2 separate regions of the Mus musculus genome follow, and region 2 is linked to region 1. The links are chromatin contacts, called in public Hi-C maps. All regions are on one chromosome and are shown on one strand. Each heading gives the region's core, a stretch centred on a gene start, on an enhancer-like site or on the middle of the called end of the contact. The rest is flanking DNA. Distances are from core to core; before and after follow the strand shown.

Region 1 (5,643 bases), core at 2,905-5,404:
CACAAGTACTTTGCTAGTGCCTCTTGGAGTTTAGCTTCTCTCTCAAATAAGTAACATAAGTAGAGACAAATAATGGCCACAAATTTCTCCTTACAGAAATACTTTTGCAATTTCATGCAATTTTATTTCCCTCTGTTTCTTGTGCATATGCTTTTAAATGTTACTCTAATTATAGTGGATACAAAAGCATATTTTCTGCTTTTCTCAACTAGCATTATAAGGCAACAACTTCATCTATTCTGTATGATGTTTAAAAAGCTATTTAGGATGTCTTATTCTAAAAAATTTTACTCTTAGGAGTTGTCCCTCAGTTTAGCTGACAAAGATACTTCTGGGGGTAGCTTTCAAGATTATCATCTGTTTGACTGACAAGCTAACATCCTCACATGATAGTGATTCACCTCTCCAAAGACCCTGCTTTTCATTTCTCATTTTTATACACATAACACTGATATATCCCCAGTTCTTATCATTTGCCAACAGTCTAACTTAGTTTCTATCCCTCAAGAGACACAAGCTTCACTCATATATGGATCCAAGTGGGTTTAAAATATTTTTTTCTACCACATGTTAGCACATCTCCCTCATTAAGGTAACAATGATATATTACAGGCTTATTTACTAGTAAACCCACCATGACATCTGTATGAAAACAAGTATAGATTTGCATACATGACATACATTAATAACTGTAAATGTGTAAGCAGACTTGGGTCAACACAATACTAGTAAGCCATTAGCACAATTGTAAAACCTGGCAATGCACAGAAAGAAATGGAAACAGCAGAGAGTCCAATATTTGCTGAACACGCGGCCATTCTGCTATTTGCAATAGAAAACTCTGTTAACAATAACTCCATCATTGGTGGGGCCGCTTGTCTTGACCTTGCAAACCTCTCCACAATGACCCTTTGAATCAAAACTGTGATTTTCTAAATCAGCCATTTTCCCAATCACTGATTCTCAGAGCAGGCATAATAAACTGCTCATGCCTCAAAATGTATTTCCCATTTTAACAGAACATAACCACAAAAAGCCTCAGACGATCATGAAACAAGTTGGGTTTCCAGCGTCACGTTATCCTGTGGTGCTCTGCAATCAATTACTGCTATACCACCATCATTAATAATTTTCTTAATGAAAATGATTCTGTTGATCTCCGTTGTATTTTAATTATCAGAGTTAAGCATAATTACACTGCAGCTCTGAGCTGGCATGTGGACTCCTTTAGGGCGCAATTTTGTTTTAACACACTGATAATGTAATTTTACATTGTGTCAGTTTGTTTGGTTATTATCCAGTTGTACAATTCCACTGTATTCCAGATAACAGATAATAACCTTAGTACCTCCTATATCCTGAAGTCATTTAAAAAGCAATATTGGAATTCTAAGACTAGCTAACTTAATCGTCTTATGATTTTATAATTCCCACTGCTAAATATTTGGTTCAGGCACTCACTTTCTTTCAAGAATACAGTAAAATGAGATGACATTCATACATTTTTTATTAATTTACTCAGTATTTAAATACATTTTTAAAGGTGAACACTGTTTTCTTTTAAAATTAGTTTATTATTTGTATGATATTAGACCCTCTGGGTAAAGTTAAACACTAGCTGGCAGACTACTTTGAAAACTGGCTATCATAATGTTCAAAGCTATTGTAACAATGTTCAAACAAACTTCAGCAGACCCTCTGTTTTAAGATGAATCATGGTGCTGATAAGAAAAAGTATTTGTTTTTAAAGATTGATCAGTTTGATTGGGGTACAGAAAGTTTCTTTCCCGAGCTAGATCACGTTAGCATTTCTATCATTATTTTATCAGTGCCTAGCACAGAGAAGAAAATCAGTAAAGTATTAATTTATTAATTGCATGACTAAATGTGTATACAAGTACAGCTTGGAACTTTGAATATTAATCTGATTAACATAGGTTGTGCGATCGCTGCCCTTTCTGTTTTTGAGCATTTCCTCTTCAAAGACAAACCAAAGGAAGAAAAAATAACATCACTGAGAAGCATTAGTCAATATGTCAAAGAAAAAACAATAACCTATAATCTTGCGCTAGACAATGGTGGCTTCAAAAGCCGTACCAACTCTTTAAAAAAAAATAGTCATGAAACTAGTCCTGAGACTGAATGCCAGCTTCTTATTACAGGAGCTACTTGTATTGCTGAGTTTCATGCTTCTGAGCTGCAGCTTTCTCCTCTGTAGAATAGAATTATTCTGCTTGTATCATGCAGATGTTGGAATAATAAACAGGATTGAAAACAATGAGAACAGTGTGTAGAGTAGAAAAAGTTTAATGCCTGATGAACAGCTATTATTAGTATTAATATTATCATCACATTAATAATCACACTAATATAAGATTGTTCAGTTGTTGGAATCAAAGATCAAAATGAGAGAATCCACTCCTACATGTGTTCTCTGACCGCTAATGTGTGTCATAGCACATGTGTTCCATACCACTCACACAAATATTATATACAAACAGGTACACAAATAAACAAATAAATGTTAAAAACAGGGAAACATTGTGTCCTATTAATAACAAAGTCAATGGTTTCTTAAGGCATCAGGTCTCCGAGTTTATGATATATTTTTAAGGCTAGATAAGTAGACTCAGTGCTACTTAGTGAAAGCTATAGAATTGTTCCTTCTTAAATAACAGATAGGCATGTATTCTTATACATCATCACAAAGGCCTGGTGCTATTGTCTGCTAACTCATACTTTTTTTTTTTTTTTTTTTTTACCCTAACGGTAGACTTGGTTGAATGGATAGTAATCAGGGGTATTACAGTTGTCTTAACACACACAGACAGTCTAGGTGTTTCCCCATAAAAATTCCACCAAGAAGCCACTGGAACACTGTACCATGGAAGGCTATGAAAACAAGTGTCTAGAGAGGGTACGTGATTGGCGTTGAATTCATGTAGAGCCTTTACAATGATACCATGCTCTCACATATAAAAGAATCAGTAGTAAGGGGAAATGAGGGCTATTTAATAGTATTTCATTATTTTGATTGGCATTTTGACTTAGTACAGAGACCTAGTGAGTGAGTTATTTAGAAATACCTGCATGAAAATAAACTTTGAAACTGAGATGATTGAAACAAACACCATACAGAAGAAACTAAAAGTTTAGCTTTGAATATTCCGATTAGTTCTCTCATATTTTTCATAGAAAAGTAGCCATGCCTCCTACTCCATGGAAAGAAGAGAGTACTTAGGTGGTGGGTTTTAGTAGCATTGGAGCATGCACACTTCTCCAGCAGTGTACTCTTTAACTCCAGTGTGGGGCTGTTGAGTGTGTTGCCTCTGGAGATAAGGAAATGAGAATTATCTGGGGTCTGTTGAGAATAATGGCGACAAACAGATGACCAACAAACCTGGCCTTTCACTGTCTGGATGACCTAATTACTTTCTGGAAGGACATGGGATAGTTGAGGCAGGAAAAACACATCAGATTAGGAATGTTAATGTCAAAAACTGTCTTATCTTTTCTTTTGGCTAAATAGAACGATTCCAGCTTGTCAAATAGCTGTAAGTGACAAAAATGTGACTTTTAAATACTTATTTTATGGATGCTTAGAAAATAAAAGCTTTATAGTTATATTTATTCTTGGCATTAGCTATATTTAACAGTATTTTAAGTAAGTCTGAGTCATCAATAGTAACAGGATGAAGCCTATTTTTATTCTTTAACAAACACTACTAAAATTTTCCCAGTTAAACCACTTTTATAAAATGCTATACATACAAAATTTATATTTTATTTAATGATATGCTCTGAGATAGTTGGGTCCTGTGGTAATGGTATTGACACAGAATTCACAAGTAGTGTGTGTATGTGTGTGTTTGGCAGGAAAACAAATAAGGAAAACAGAAATGTCGGCAGGAACCTATATTTTTTCCTTAGTGAAAGCTCAAAAGACTTTGGCACTGATGGTCCATATGTTCAGGTACCTGGACACTGCCACAGGCAACCCCGTGCTGTGGCAACAGCTCCAAGGCTGTATTTAAGTTACTAGTTTTTATGACGCTACTGGCTCATGTCCAGCTAGTTCTTTTAGGCTTCCAGCATAGCATAGGAATGCTAGTGAGAGTCATAGTGAGTCACTGTTTCTATATTGCTCAAAAGTCATGTTTTCACTGGTGTTACTGTACTGGCAGAAGAAGTCTGGAGCTAGCCGCCACTTCCTAGCTGCTTATACAAGGAAGGGAAGTCAGAAGACAGAAGCAGACTGAAAATAGAGTCTGGGCAACTGGATCAAGCTGTTCCTAAACTCCAGGATATTCCTGTAGTCTCAGCTATACAAGAAGATTGTACCCTCTATTCTCCACAAAAATGCACTATACATACACCATACACACATATACTGCATGGACATATATATACCACACACACACAGACATAGACAGAGACAGAAAGACAGATGGACCGAGGGACAGAGACAGAGACAGAGACAGAGAGACAGACAAACACAGAAACAGAGACAGACACAGAGACAGAGACTGACAGAGACAGAAACAGGCAGAGAGACAGATAGACAGATGGACAGAGACAAACACAGAGACAGACTGAGAGATAGAAACAGACAGAGAGATAGATAGATACAGGGACAGAGACAGACAGAGACAGACAAAGAAAGACAAAAACAGAGAGATAGATAGACAGAGGGACCGAGACACACAGAGGTCAGAACCTATAAAACCACAAGACTTATTTCTATATTTTTCTACGACTCACAGAAACTCAGGATACTCTGCCCCCTCCAGTGTCAATCTGAGTACTCAAAATTACCTTCAATCCTTTCTGAAGCCTTGGGAGAGACCTGGGTAGCCTGATGTGGTTTCCCAAAGTTTGTTACTCAGGAAAGCACTGTTATGGCACTAACTGCAGGAGAACTAAAATACATTTTCAATGACTGCAGTAATCGGCCAAGCATTACTGCCAACATACATGGTGAGTTTTCAAGACTAATTATAACATGCAGCAAGTATTTGGTCATTGGCTCTTCTTTAATTTTAGGATCCTACAGCATATTTGGGGAGAAATATTATACTTTAAGATATATTCTTTATGAATTTAGGGTATCATGATCTGATTGTTTTGAAGGAACTTATGATGAAATGGTTGGATAGAGAAAGGTAGGATCATATTGCACAAAGAACACAGGGTTTGGAGTAGCAAGGACCTGGATTAAAGTTTGCCTCTATTTGTTAGGTTGTATGACTGCAGAACATTATTTGGTCTCTCCCAATCTCATGCAGAAAGTGGAGAAAACATGAAATGTCTTAAGGCTTCTTATAGAGAGGATAGCTTTTAGTGTGTAGAAATAAACCTTATGCTAAATGAACGTTTATCAGCTTCATGACCACAATCCACAACTTACCTAACTAGTTCTCTTACCTATCTTTTGTAAAACAGAGACACATATCTGGTATGTCACAGAGGATGAGAGGAAATGATGCACTAAAGGGTTCATTGCAGGTCAAGTATAAGTCTTATAAATTCAACACTGGTGAGTAGCCTTCAACAGCCAGAAAGAAAAAAGGAACAGCAATTCATGATATTCATTATTTGAAAACCTTCTATGTGATATGCCTATTGCAGTGATTTGCAGCAAGT
Region 2 (5,516 bases), core at 1,002-3,501, 70 kb before region 1:
TGCTAAAAAACCAATCTTACAAGAGTGGTTTGGGGACACATATAGTTTAGGCAATGGGAGTGACATGGGAGTAGTATATTTCACAGCAGTAGATCCTGGGTGTTGGCTAGAATCTGACTTTTATCAACGGATCATCTTTAATACATCAGTTCTTGACAACTAACTGGGTCTTGTCAAGTGAAGACAAAAATCATGTGCGAGACAGGGGATACAAACTTATAGTACAATGAGGTATGACTGTGAGGAAATAAACAGGAGGATTGCAAAGATTGAACTAAGGCAGTTTCCATTTTGAAAAGACATTTGTGAAGACAGAATCAAGGCAAGGACCCAATACAATGGAAATATATATGTATAAAGTGAAAAGGTACAAAATTATATTACATTTATGATTAACACTGAACAATTTCCTCTAGAAAAATGAGAACTGTACGTTACTTGTTTGTTTATGTTTCTTCCATCAATGCTTTGAACTTACAGAAAGCCTTTTGAAAGTCATAATTTCACTTGTGCTTTTTAGTACAAGCCTTCAGAGTACAATCATGTCTTTGAACAATGTGCCAGATGGTTAGATAAACACAGCTACCATCAGATGGGTGAATGGCTTCATTTTTCATCTTCCTACAGCTTGAAAATGGATATACAGTAAAGCTCTCATGTTCTCATGAAATGTGAGGATTCTTCTTCAGGACTAATCTTTCTCCATCAGGCAGAAAATCCTGGTATCAACTAACCAAAGATTACTCAAATTGTCTCCTGGACTCTAGCTGTCTCCTCCTTAGCCCCAACACCCTCAACCCCGTTAGAGGCATGAGCGAGGCTGAGCAGCGACCACCAGGTGGCGCCAACCTACAATCAGGGAACAACATATTTATTGAGGCCCAATGTTTTTGCCAGGATTACTATGACTAATTATGATCTCACATATTTGGTGACTAAGTTTTCAGACCCTGCTGATATTATTCTACAGATAATAAAATTAAGTTGTATAGTTTATTCATGTTTATACAGTATGCTACTGTCTATAGTCCAAAGTCAGGCTCCACAGTAAGTATATAATCAGGAGTCTAGGAGCTCACAGTCCAATATAGCTCCCTTCTACCCACGGTATGAGGTAGAACTGACCATTTCGGAGCCTATGCAATCAACTACAACTCATTTATGCTGCACTGAGACCGAAGGACTATGTTGTGTAAGCATGAAAGAAAATAAAATCCAAACAAACAAAGCTCAAGGTGTGTTGCTAATACACTCACTCATACTCTGATTTCGTGTATTAATCATGGACATTTTTTTCTGTAATGAATACTCAATAATTCAATCAATATTTCTCTGGGGATCAGCCGTTACTCATCACGCAGGAAGCTTTGACTCCAATCTAAAGAACCATCAGACCTCGTGTTCAGGAGTAGAGGCAGGAGAATCTCAAGTTCAAAGCCATCCTCCTTTCCTACTGTGCAAGACTGTAGATCGTTTTAGTAACATGTCTCAAAAGAAGAAAAGAAAACAAACAAACAAATGAAACAAAACCCTAACCACCACCGAAGTCTAGGAACACCATTCCACGTAATTTAACAGCTATCTGACAAGAATTGGTAAAATATCCACCCCAAGGTGAGTATGATGGAGACTATGGAAAACACTGTCATGGTTTCTAATGTAAAGGACTGAGTAACCTATTAGTGGAGTTGAAATAAATGGAAACAGGGGAGGGGAACGCAGATAATGTAAGACGAGTATTAGACGCAATGACAACGCAGCTCTTATCAGAGAACATGGAAGTGACTGAGCCCAGGGATGACGAGCACAATCTTATACAAAAGACTAAGAGTTTGATTTTTTTGTCACGAAGGGAGGCTGTGATATAAACACTCTGAAAAGAAAGAGCTGTTAGCCATTCGGCTTCATCTCTTTGCTTTCCTCTGACTCAGTGGTTCCATTTGGGTTAATTCGATCCTTGACGCTCCCAGCAGATTCTTATCAGGGCAGTTTTGTAATAGCTGCTGACCTATCAGTGGGGAATATTGAGAGACATGCACGGAGTATAATTTTTCAGCAGCCACAGGGCAGGTGATGCTGGAAAGGCAGCTCTCTTTTAAATGTATCAGCACTTCCAAGTCTGCAGCGCATAAAAGTTGCTCACAGTTTGTATCTGTGCCAGGAAGATGAAGGCAATGCCTGCTCCACACACCAGTGGTGAGATGTGTGATTTCACCCTTGGAGAATGTGACAGAGTAATCGACTTTGATGATTAATCCATTGTCACAGGAGGCTCAGCATTGGTGGAGATGAATTTGCTGCCTTAAGTGACTCCCCTGTTGTGCTGCATTCTTTAAAACTCTTAGGGAGTTGATACACGGTGAGAGGGGATGAGACTGCAAACCTCAGGAAGTCACTCCGACTCTTTTAGACTTGTGAAAAAGCACACAAGGCAGCTACATGTTTTCTTTGGGCGTCCAGATTTGACTAAATCAAGGGATCTTAGAGAATACATCCCTTCTGGGAAATTCTTGATAATAGGAACACATGATCTCACACAAGGTTTAGAAGACTTCCTGTAAATCATGGAAAGTGTGTTAGAGGGGCTCTGCGGGGCACTGCTTCGTTATTAACATACCTGACCCAGTATTATCACATGTAGTATATGAGTCACATACACTAACATATCATGTATAACACAATGGGCGTATATATTTCTTCACATATATGCATGTTAATGAAAGTCACATAAACAGATGAATACATGCTACAAGTTACTTCTTACAAGTCAAACCAAGAGAAGTCATTTTGCCTGCTAGCGTCCCTTTTCCCTGACCTCCAAATGGACATGGTTTCAGATTATGAAAAACTACTTGAGAATTTAGCCATTCTGTCTTTGAGAGAAAAGACAATAATATTATATTTATAATTTATTAATACATATTATATTAGAGGCTACATATAGCTCAGGTGGACTGAATAGGAAATTGTAGGCTTCTTGGCCCAAACCCCAGAACTTCTGAATCAGGAGGTCTGGATCAAGGTCTGAGAAATCTACAGGCCTCCTCTCAGCAGAGGAGTCTGGAGCAGATTGTCTGAAAACCACATTTTGACAATACAAAAAAAATTGTAACTGAATAAGTTAGATGTAGACTGGGATTTAGCTCTATCACTCTGTGGCTATTTATCACTAAACAAAACCATTAAAATATATAAACTTTAGTTTCAATGACAGCCTAATAAAATGTTTACTATTTGACCCCCTAAAAACATGTATGAATGAGAGTATATAGACACACATATAAAGGCTTCCTAATATATTTGTAGAAATCACATGTAGTACATAATACAAACCAAATAATAAAACATATAGCTGTCTCTCAGCACAGCAAGTTAGAATGCACTTTCTGGTCTTTGAGCAATTTTTGTTTCCATAGTCAGACTAAGTTGTAGATGACCGACAGCTGTTGTTCTAATATGACTGCTGCTCCCTTGTTCTGGTGTCCTCGCAAGGCTAAAGTGAAACACCAAAGACATATATCAGAACATAGTGCTTGCCTTAGGGATGAGCAGTGACTTCATGGGACAAGGTCAGACCTTTAAATACCACAATGTGATTTTCTCTAAATTTTGCATTTTTCCCAGTGGGCTAGCTAGATAAGGAACATTGTAAAGTTTAACTGACATTATTTAAACAATTCTCTTGATTTCTCTAGGTAAGAAACAAATAATACTCAGTTTGTAGCTTGTGCCAATTTACATAAAACAAACATCATTACCATGGCCAAATTTAATCTAGCAATGTGATGCTGATACACCTTCATAGACAACATGTGTATGTGTACGCATGTATGTATGTATGCATGTATGTATATATGTATGTATGCATGTATATATTTACTATGCTGACATAATGGTTTCAAACAAACTCAAAATATTAAATCACAGATGAGTAAAATAATTAAAAAGCAATAGAATTATTATTTATTACAATTTAATTTATTTTAACTTCACATCATGGATTTTGAATTTCACCAAATTTACTATCTGAGGAGCTTAAAATGTCATAGAAAGGAAGAACACACAGAATACATGGAAATGGGAACTGTCTCCCTCCCTCCCTCCCTCTCTCTCTCTCTCTCTCTCTCTCTATATATATATATATATATATACATGTATATATATGTCATAGTAAGAAAGAGCACATAGCATACACAGAAATGGGAACTTCGGCTAGTTTGTGGAGGATCCTCACAAGGATACAATCTGCCCTATGCGTTAGGTAAACCACTACACAGTAGTCTCTTAAATGGAGTTCTAATTATCCAAGAATATTTAAGGCATGAATCTGAGTTATAGTCATTGGGTGAATGATGTACTCTATGTCAGAAAATTAGCTCAAAAGTACAGAGTATAAATGTTTTTTAATAGTGAAATCAGGAAACAGCTATAAAAATACAATAAAGATTTGACCAATTCCTTAGGAAAGGGGCATTAACTGCTTTGGTCTTTGTGCATCCAATATCCTTGTTGTTTTGTTTGTTTGTTTGAAAATCTGTTCAAAATGCCTTTTGTTACCTTGTACAACTGAAAAGTTACAGGTTTATGGTAAAACAAACAAGCAAACAAACAAAAATCCCACAAAGCTCACAGAGAGAGAGAGAGAGAGTACAGGGACAAAGGTCAGAGCCCAAAATGGTAACAAAGCTTCAGGTTGGCTGGTGAGAAGCTGAGTGGAAATAGGGAAAGAGAGAAATACACCATCATGGGGCTAGAATGTAGAGAGCACTCACTCTGCTGGGGGTGTGGGTGAGAAGGGCCCTAGTGTACATGCACACTGCAACCTAGCTTCCCTTTTAATGATGCAGAGAGCAGGACACAGAGAAGTTACAAGAAGCCACAAGACCATCCACATAGGACGGTGGGCATCAATGCTTATGGGTATCATAAGCAAGGGCTTTGGAGAGCTCTTTCAAAACCACTACAAATATAGAAACGCAATGCTTACAAACACACATACGAGCACACGCACCCTGCCTTGTGTTTTCAAGCTTTATGAGATTTAGCTTATGGCATGGTTCCAGTCCTGAACTTAAACTATATTTCCTACAGAGTTTTGGAAGAGTAGAAATGGTTACCCCCTCCTCCCCGCATGTCTTTCCATTTGAACATAGAAAGTGGTTCTGTTTCCCTTTCATGAATATTAAAAAGAAATTGCTTTTCCTAACCCACATTTGAATTAAGCTTGACTTGATTTGTCAAATGTAATATGGGTAGAAGTTATATATTCATTAATAGCCAGTGGGCATTTCTCCACATCCTAGCTTCCTAGCACAGTGATCAAAGAAGTCTGTGCTGGGCTCTACTCTTCGGGGTTCCTCAACGAACGCAAGAGACAGAACTTTGCCAATGACCACACTAGGCATGATACATAATTGGAAGGCAAAACATTTTTCCAGACCCATGAGTTAAGTATAATTTAATCTATGGCAAACAGCATACTCATCCCCATCTTAAAATGAATGTTTGATTTAAAA

Evidence for each region. A called contact is a pair of places that touch in the nucleus more often than the background predicts.
Region 2: a contact with region 1 is called in a Hi-C map of adipose-derived mesenchymal stem cells, with 1.7 times the contacts expected there. The contact joins two enhancer-like sites. A contact is called at or near these places in 5 of 484 Hi-C or Micro-C datasets (adipose-derived mesenchymal stem cells, macrophages, nephron progenitors and 2 more) and 4 of 115 datasets of contacts at active chromatin or transcription factors (embryonic fibroblasts, embryonic stem cells, pancreatic cancer cells and 1 more).

Annotation. Positions count from the first base shown.
Region 1 is chr15:40,956,837-40,962,479 of GRCm38.p6, reverse strand. The region is part of intron 5 of Zfpm2 (zinc finger protein, multitype 2); the gene reads right to left. Among named protein-coding and RNA genes, the nearest start is that of Gm46502, 210 kb to the left of the region's middle. Within about 2 kb of position 4,154, at least 55 of the 459 cell types and tissues checked have an H3K27ac peak or open chromatin away from gene starts, as enhancers often do. A contact at or near this core is called in adipose-derived mesenchymal stem cells, embryonic fibroblasts and pancreatic cancer cells, where this site is marked.
Region 2 is chr15:41,025,231-41,030,746 of GRCm38.p6, reverse strand. All of the region lies in intron 5 of Zfpm2 (zinc finger protein, multitype 2), which reads right to left. Among named protein-coding and RNA genes, the nearest start is that of Gm46502, 150 kb to the left of the region's middle. Within about 2 kb of position 2,251, at least 42 of the 459 cell types and tissues checked have an H3K27ac peak or open chromatin away from gene starts, as enhancers often do. A contact at or near this core is called in adipose-derived mesenchymal stem cells, embryonic fibroblasts and pancreatic cancer cells, where this site is marked.